3 separate regions of the Mus musculus genome follow, and all the other regions are linked to region 2. A link is a contact called in public HiChIP or PLAC-seq and Micro-C data. All regions are on one chromosome and are shown on one strand. Each heading gives the region's core, a stretch centred on a gene start, on an enhancer-like site or on the middle of the called end of the contact. The rest is flanking DNA. Distances are from core to core; before and after follow the strand shown.

Region 1 (2,700 bases), core at 63-2,562, 350 kb after region 2:
GTCACAGGTGAGGTGCTGTAAGATAGTCGCACTAACTCCCAGCCTGTGGAATCCAGCCTCTCAGAGTCACCCCACCCCCCATTCTATACTCTAATGTTCTCTCTAAAGCATCTATAGCCACACACTCTGAAAACAGAACTAGATTCCAAGAGCATCTTTTAGCTTCCCAGGTGATGGATGGCAATGAGGAGCTGCTGTGTGGTACCCAAGATGCCCTCTTGAATACTCAGTAAAAGCAAACAACGTATCTTATACACTGTCTTAGTCATGGTTTCTATTCCTGCACAAACATCATAACCAAGAAGCAAGTTGGGGAGGAAAGGGTTTATTCCGCTTACACCTCCATACTGCTGTTCATCATCAAAGGAAGTCAGGACTGGAACTCAAGCAGGTCAGAAAGCAGGAGCTGATGCAGAAGCCATGGAGGGATGTTCTTTACTGGCTTGCTTCCCCTGCCTTGCTCAGTCTGCTCTCTTATAAAACCAAGACTACCAGCCCAGAGATGGTCCCACCCACAAGGGGCCTTTCCCCCTTGATCACTAATTGAGAAAATGCCTTACAGTTGGATCTCATGGAGGCATTTCCTCAACTGAAGCTCCTTTCTCTGTGATAACTCCAGCTGTGTCAAGTTGACACAAAACTAGCCAATACATACACACACACATGTACACACACATGCACACACACACAAACAAACAAATCCAAATACGTTTCTTGGCTGCTATCTTAAAGCTTACTTCTATCCCCAATTTCTGGGAAGATTATTCCTACATTGTGCCCTTAGGAGGAGGTGTCCTATACACACCTAAGTTGTAAACTCCTCCACCATGGATAACACACCACCTGGAGATGACTCGGGGAGTGGAGAGGTTTTCTCTCAATGTCCACCTTCCCACATAATTTGTAACCTGATACTTGACCAGCCTTTAATTCCATCATAGATTCTGCTTTCCAGCCATCTTATAAATAAACACACCTAGTTCAAAGAGGTGGGTTTTTTTTTAAGATAACAGAAAAGATACCTTTATTTAATAATCTTCACACCTAGGTACTATATAACCTGGACATTTTATCCTACTTAAAACAGACAATATTTCCACTGGAAAACTAAATAGTCACTGCTCAGAGCCTGAGGCATTGGGAAGAGAGATTAGAGGAGAGAAAGGCAAGTGTTAAACACTAAGGCAAGAGGAAATGAAATAACCTCCCAGCATCTTAGCCCCAGAAGCTGCCGTGAGCCTGTCTGGGGCCTCAGCCACAGGAAACGCCAAGGCTATTACTCGCCTTCACCATTGGGTTGTGTTTTATTGCTATTCATTAAGGAGATCGTTCCCATCAGCCTTATCATCCCCTTCTTGGCTCTCCGTCCGTTTGAGTCAGACCTGAAACATTTACCTTCACAAAGACTGTCCAATCTTTTGTCTAGACACATACAACTTCTACTAGAACTCTGCTGAGCAGGGTCAGAGAAAAAGCTGGTAAACACATAGACTTTATGTGGCAGCTGACCAGTGTGGACATAGAAGTAAGAACAGAGGAGACAGAAAAGGGGGGTGGGGGAGCTAGAAATATAAGTGTGCAGGGGAGCTGAAAACACAATGAACCCTCTTTGATTGAAAAGACTGAGCAGAGAATTTAGAGGACCTTTGAAAGAGCTTACAAATCTCCACTGCAACTTGGTCTCAAAGACCTCCAGGACCTTTGCTCATTCTGTTGCCTCTGCCAGGATGGCTGTAGTCCTCATCTTGCCCTCCTTTTCCTGCAGCCAACTTTTCTTTATTCTGCAAGTTGTATTCTAAAGTCTGTGTCCTCAGGAAAAACGTTTCTAGCTAATAGCTCAGGTAGACTGCCAGTGTATCATCTCATGACTTTGCCAGTAAAGACTCACAGCACTGTAATTAAAGGGTGATGTCTACATGGCTATTTGGAGAATGACTACCTAGGGTCATTAGTTGCTGAGTGTTTTCTAAATTGTCTTATAATGCACCTAATTGCAATTTCTAAGTGGTACTATTACAAAAGCAGTGTACATGGTTACACTAAATAATTAATGTTATCTCCCTGGCTAGATTTTCAACTCCTTGATGGCACAATTGTTTAGGCCTGTATATCTTTGGATGCCTACCCACAACCTAACACTGCATCCAACATGTAGTTGGAGACCAAAATGCTACATGTTACATGAGAGTGATCTGTAGGGCTCCCAATATAAAAGGGGAGAAGACAGTGAGAAGTTACCCTAAAGATAGATTGTGCCTATTTAGGATGGACATGTGGCTCCCAACATCACAGTTGCCCCAAAGACTAATAAGAAGCCTGTTCTGATCTAACATCCCCAACACAGATTTGACAGATTCTTATTCTAATGCTGCTTTGATGGGCAAAGAAGAAAAAACTTAGTAATCTGCTTCATTACACAATGGTAGAAACACATAAATACTTTTGTTTTTCTACAATGTTAGCATTTTTAGTAACAGCAAATTCACAAAATAGGATGGTTTCCTTGGCAGCAATTTCCCAAATCATGCTACTTTCTTTGATAACCAACCAAGACAAACCTAGGTTCTTTTATTCCAATCTTAATTACTAATACTAACTTTAAGACTGCACATTCATTACACATCACACAGTTAATATACCCATATATGCATATGTATAAATTCCTATATAAAGGATGAGGAAGATGCAGCAGACTTTAAA
Region 2 (2,897 bases), core at 84-2,583:
ACTAATTAAAAGATCAACGTTTTATTTGTTCAGTGGGCCAGTGTCTTTCCTGTGTTTTTGACCATGACCCACAGTAAAAGCTATGCCTAACATAATTACACATCCCCACATTTAAATTCCAGAATTTTAAGCATTTCATAAATTAATAATTGTTATACTAATAATTGCCCAGACTTTGCTTGAGAATGCTCTCATATTAAACATAGGAGAGTAAAAAGAGCTATTAGACTTCCTTTGGTACAGATCATAAACTCATGGCAGGGAGTCATTCAAGACGTTATTCGCATGACTCAGAACAGGAGGCACAAAGTAAAAATGTGATTCTGTTTTAAGCTCATTATCAGCCCAATTATTAACTTTGTCAAGATACATAATTGCCCTATGTCTGGTTTACTGCCAATGATCAACAATTACCTACAATCTCCTTGGCATTTATGTCAAATATATCATATGGTTTCTAAATTAAAACCACTGGAAACATAGGTAAAGGGGCTATTGTGAAGGCTCACAGTGGAAAGATAGCTGAGTTATGATCTAACTTCTCAGCAAGCTGGGCAGAGTACAAATGTTAAGCTTCTCTCCCTTTGGTCTTCAGTTAATGATGGATGGAACTTTGGGATTTAAGGAACACTGTACTGATTCTGAACTCTGTGTTCTAAAGCATGATCTTCACATTTGTTAATAGTGTGTGGAAGAGTCAAGATTCCTGAGTGAAGGCTGTTAATGAGAGTAAACTCTCACCATTCTCTAATGTTTTTCTCCAAATATTCAAACTCTATTTTACATGGAAATGCATTCCACACACACATGGAATGCCATGTCAGACACAGAGCCTCATGACTCTCCTCCTCAGCCTTTCCTGGAATTTCTATTGTTCTTTTACAGGACTGGGAAGCTCCTGTCCCTAAGCCAAGGATGTTTCCCACCTCTGGTTGGGATCAGCAGGACACCAGCTGTTCTACAATTACACTGGAGAGTGAAAGAAAAATCCAGTCAGAGCTGAGCTTGACCATGGGATGCAGAACTTGGCTGACAGTGAATGCAGAGTCCAGTCAACCAGCAGGTCAGAGGTGGAGTCCAGAGTTATGATAGAATCCCACTCTTCCCATTTCTGTCTGTGGACTTTTCCTGGGCCCTTGCCAGCCTGAAAGTAGGTAGCAGGCAATGATTGTTCTGAAATAGTTATGTTAAAAAAGTTGATTTGTGAGATTTATTTGACTATGAAACTCTGAGTGTGAAACCAGTCAACAGATCCATCCCCATAAGAAGTCAGAGGGTTCTTCAATGCCCTGGCTTGGCTCAGCAGCTCCCCCACAGCCATTTGAATGCATTCCTATTGGTGAAAATGCATGACTACTTCCATTTCCAGCAGCCACAGGGGATGGCTTTACCTTGCTAAGCAGCTCACAAAGAACAAAGGAATTTGTCCCATGCCTGTGAGGACTTTAGCTATGAAATAGCAGCCTGTTTGGCTCAGGCGAAAGGTGCTGTAAGTTACAGTCACTGTAGCCAAGTTTCCCCCAAAGCCTTTGCTCACTTTGACAGCTACCTTCCTGGTTATGTGGCTTCATTCATTCCGCCACCAGTTATCAGGATTTATCTGCATTGTTGGCATTCCTTCTGACCTGTGGCCTCTGTTCATTTGATGGGCATCTGATGGGGGCAGGCGTTAGTGAAGAGAGATGTCCAGGCTATGCTGGCTTTGACGAGTGAGAACTAAAGTAGCAAGTTTCCCCTCCAGAGGGAAATCTGTGCCCACTGCTGTGAGGATCACGTTAGGCACTTAGAGGAATGGGAAGGGAAGTGATTCCTGGGACACACACTCTGGCAGTGGGTACTTGAGAAAATCATTCCCTATGCATTTCCTGTGTTTAGCTAAAATTCAAGAGGAGACTGACAGGTGAGACCAAGAGCAGACATGGGAAGGATGCGTTCAAACCATGTTATTTAAATGTTAGGTAATTGTTCACTACTTATAATGTCTTCATTATGCTCAGTTGTCATTGTAATTTGGGCAAGATGCTATTGCTAAATAGCTAAGATTTAAATAACAGTATCCTTAAAGAACATTTTCCCACAGACCCTTAGTTGTCCTACAACTTACTATGTAGATCAGGCTGAGCTCCACAGAGATCCACCTGTCTAGAGAACATAGACTTAAAGCACATTTCTTTTTTGAAAAAAAAATTTATGTTGAGTGTATGCTTTCACATAGTGTGTGAAGAAGCACAGGTTGATACTGGGGACCTTCCTCAATCTTCTTCCTCCTCCGTCTCCTCCCACCTTCTCCTCATTCTTTTCTTCCTCTTTCTCCTCTTCTTTCTCTTTCTTTCTTTCTTTCTTTCTTTCTTTCTTTCTTTCTTTCTTTCTTTCTTTCTTTCTCTCTCTCTCCCTCTCTCTTCCTCCCTCCCTCTCCTTCCCTCTCTTTCTTTCTTTCTTTCTTTCTTTCTCTCTCTCTCTCTCTCTCTCTCTTTCTTTCTTTCTTTCTTTCTTTCTCCCTTTCTTCCTCCCTCTCTCTCTTTTCTCTCTCTCTCTCTTTCTTCTTCTTCTTCTTCTTCTTCTTCTTCTTCTTCTTCTTCTTCTTCTTCTTCTTCTTCTTCTTCTTCTTCTCCTTCTCCTTCTCCTTCTCCTTCTCCTTCTCCTCCTTCTCCTTCTCCTTCTCCTCCTCCTCCTCCTCCTCCTCCTCCTCCTCCTCCTCCTCCTCCTCCTCCTCCTCCCCGTCCCCATCCCCTCCCCCTTTCATTGAACCTGAAGTTTACTGATTTGGGCAAAGCTGCATCACCACCTAGCCAGATCTGAGTTCACAGGCACATGTACCTGCACATCGATTTTATTTTATTTTTATTTTTTTTTTTATTTTTTTGCTTCCATATTGGGAATCCAAGCTTAGGTCCTCA
Region 3 (2,926 bases), core at 397-2,896, 300 kb after region 2:
AATCCAGACATAATGTCAGACAAACCCAAATTGAGGGACATTCGATAAGTAGTCACAACTCTGAAAATGTCAAGATGAAGAAAGACTGAGGAGCTGTTTCATAATAAGAGACCAACAAGACATAACAACTGCATGTCACACAATTCTGATGAGCCCCACACCAGAAAGAAAAAAACATAGACATGAATAATGTCCCTGGGGCGCTGACAACTTTTGAAAGTGGATGGGGACTAGACACTGAGATGCTAGCCACTGTCAGTCTCCACACTCAGATATTTGTTCTCAGTCCAAAGGAGAGAGTTCCTTGTTAGGAAGTAAACAAATAAAAGAAAAGATGAGCAATGTCTCCAACTTAGGGGGGAAATTACCTTTGGTTCCTTGGAAAGGACAATTTTTTTAAAGGTTTGTAGAAGAGCCAATGACACTAGACACAGTATTTTTTATATGAAGTTTTCATAGAGGAAACATATCTAAAATGTCTTATTGAAGAAGCAGTAATGAGGAAATAAAGAGAGGAAGAATGCACACCCAGAGACAGAGACAGAGAAGATAGAGAGCAGACGAAAGAGAGAAGAAAAAGAAAATGCACTGGCAACCTAAGCAAGAAAAAAGGATGCAAAAAATCCCATGCTTTTGAGTTCTACATTTCTAAAATTAAAAATTACAGAAAAACAAAAGCAGAGAGATGGGAGGGGAGGCATCAGCAAAAGGAGGAATAACAAGGAAATGTCTGCATTGTATAGGGATCACTCACACTGTTGCCTCTGCAACAAAGTCCACTGTGTGACTCTTTCATTTACACAGGGCTTGTAGTGTCCCACTTGGATCTCTCACAATTGAGAGTATCACACACACACACACACACACACACACACACACACACACACACCTTGCTTTACAGAGAACAGAGCAGAACAGAGGTATCCAACAGCAGTTAAGTTCTAAAGTAAAATGCATTAAAATATGCTTAAAATATAAAAGTACCTGAGACTGTTATAAATATTCTCTCATGGAGACTTCTACAACCTCAACAAAGATCTCTGAAAAGAAAGTTCAAGAACAAAGAGATTAAAATAGTCTCCGTTCATTGATTGATGATTTCAGTGTGCCAGGCACTGGTGGCATTAAGCCAGTTGTAACCTCTGTGTGTAGTGAACTAGAAAAGAGAGGATTTTAAAACTCACCTCTAAGTGTACTAAGATATCGTGGTCTTATTACAAATTACCATCCTTTATAAGTTTTTTCATTTTCTGTCATTTATCACTTTATAGCTTCCTGCTAGCCACCAATGACTGTATAACTCCATGACAAGAAAGTAGGTGTGCACAGTCCATCTGTACAGCCAGGTGTGCTAAGACAGCAAAAAGCTCCCCAGGAACACTGCAACAGGAGGATGACTGTGGGCCCTGCTCTCTTGCCCCAGGTTTAGACAGACTGAGCTGTCCTTGTGGCAGTCGCTCCCTGGATTAATTAACTCAGAATTAACTCTCAATGGCAATTCAGATTTCTGCTTTTAATTTCCCCCTGTGCTGAAAAATAAATAGGTCTAACCACATTTCCAGGCTCCTTTGCATGGGCTTTCTGTGCCTTATAGCAGGGCAAGACTCGCTGGGAAACATCTGGACCACCTCCAAGTGGGTATTTAGTTTCTTTGTTGTTGTTCAGGATAACCTAGCTAACCGCAGGCCTTCTCCACCACCACACTGCAATGTACCTGAACTAGAGCCAAGATGCCATCCCACAAGATGTACATGAGAAATGAAAAAGAAAGAAGAAAATGAGAAAGGAAAGAGCCAGGGAAAGGAATAAAAATTGTGAATATTTTCTCATTATACATTTTCCTCTCCTGACTTCACAAAAACGTGCAGACCTCGAGTGCACTGTCCTATTTGGGAATACCTCTGCTCTCTGCCCAGCCCAAGAAGATTATAGGATTATTAGCATGAGGTACATTCCTGGGATCCCAATCCCTGGGGCACATGCACAGGCTTTCAGCTTTGGGAGGGAAGTGGGGGCAGGGTGACAAATGCCTTTGGGGGTGTCTGAAGACATGCAGATGGCTTTCACAGGCTTGTGCCAACCTGTGGTTTGTACACTTCCTGCCTTATCCATACCAACTCTGTGCCAACCTCTTTCCCCCACACACCCCAAAATAAGTTAGTTTCTGCTCACTCAAGCAGTACAGGCTTGAAATTTTCTAGGTTATTTATTTATTTTCTTATATTCTTCTCTCACACATTACATTTTGAATGCAGTTTGCCCTCCATCCACTAATCCCAGTCCCTCTCCTCCCTTCTTTTCTCCTTCAGATCCACTCCTCTTCCATTTCCCTTTAACAAAAATGAGCAGGCATCCCAGGGATATCCTCCCTACATGGCCTAACAAGACACAACAAAGCTAGACCTAAACCCTCATATCAAGGCTGGATGAGGCAAGCCAGTAGGAGGAAAAGGGTCCCAAGCACAAGCAAAAGAGTCAGACACTCCTCACTGCCACTGTTAGAAGTTCAACAAAACACCAAGCTACACAAACATAAAGTATCAAAATTCTAACATAGACCTTGAAAGATCAATTCTCAATTTCATATGGAAAAATAAAAAACCCAGGATAGCAAAATAATAATAATAATAATAATCCTATATAATAAAAGAGCTTCTCAGGGTATCACAATCCCTGATCTCAAGCTGTACTACAGAGCAATAGTAATAAAAATGCATGGTATTGGCATTAAAAAAGATAAATTAAGGGAATAGAATTGAAGACCCCAAAACAAATCCACATACCTACAGATACTTGGTTTTTGACAAAGAAGCCAAAACCATACAAAGGAACAAAGAAAGTGTCTTTAACAAATGGTGCTGGTCTAACTAGTTGTCTGTAGAGGAAAATGCAAATTTTGTACAACCACTCCGGAAATCAGTCTGGC

The links. A called contact is a pair of places that touch in the nucleus more often than the background predicts. HiChIP or PLAC-seq counts read pairs in DNA pulled down with a chosen protein or histone mark.
Region 1: a Micro-C map of embryonic fibroblasts shows a contact between it and region 2, with 4 times the contacts expected there. The contact joins two enhancer-like sites.
Region 3: an H3K27ac HiChIP or PLAC-seq map of embryonic fibroblasts shows a contact between it and region 2, with 3 times the contacts expected there. The contact joins two enhancer-like sites. A contact is called at or near these places in 3 of 484 Hi-C or Micro-C datasets (adipose-derived mesenchymal stem cells, myocytes and tail fibroblasts) and 1 of 115 datasets of contacts at active chromatin or transcription factors (embryonic fibroblasts).

Annotation. Positions count from the first base shown.
Region 1 is chr2:117,998,544-118,001,243 of GRCm38.p6, forward strand. The region is part of intron 8 of Gm13986 (predicted gene 13986); the gene reads right to left. Among named protein-coding and RNA genes, the nearest start is that of Gm25308, 78 kb to the right of the region's middle. Within about 2 kb of position 1,313, at least 26 of the 459 cell types and tissues checked have an H3K27ac peak or open chromatin away from gene starts, as enhancers often do. A contact at or near this core is called in embryonic fibroblasts, where this site is marked.
Region 2 is chr2:117,651,433-117,654,329 of GRCm38.p6, forward strand. No RefSeq gene overlaps it. Among named protein-coding and RNA genes, the nearest start is that of Gm32210, 52 kb to the right of the region's middle. Within about 2 kb of position 1,334, at least 22 of the 459 cell types and tissues checked have an H3K27ac peak or open chromatin away from gene starts, as enhancers often do. A contact at or near this core is called in embryonic fibroblasts, where this site is marked.
Region 3 is chr2:117,949,510-117,952,435 of GRCm38.p6, forward strand. All of the region lies in intron 8 of Gm13986 (predicted gene 13986), which reads right to left. Among named protein-coding and RNA genes, the nearest start is that of Gm25308, 130 kb to the right of the region's middle. Within about 2 kb of position 1,647, at least 50 of the 459 cell types and tissues checked have an H3K27ac peak or open chromatin away from gene starts, as enhancers often do. A contact at or near this core is called in embryonic fibroblasts, where this site is marked.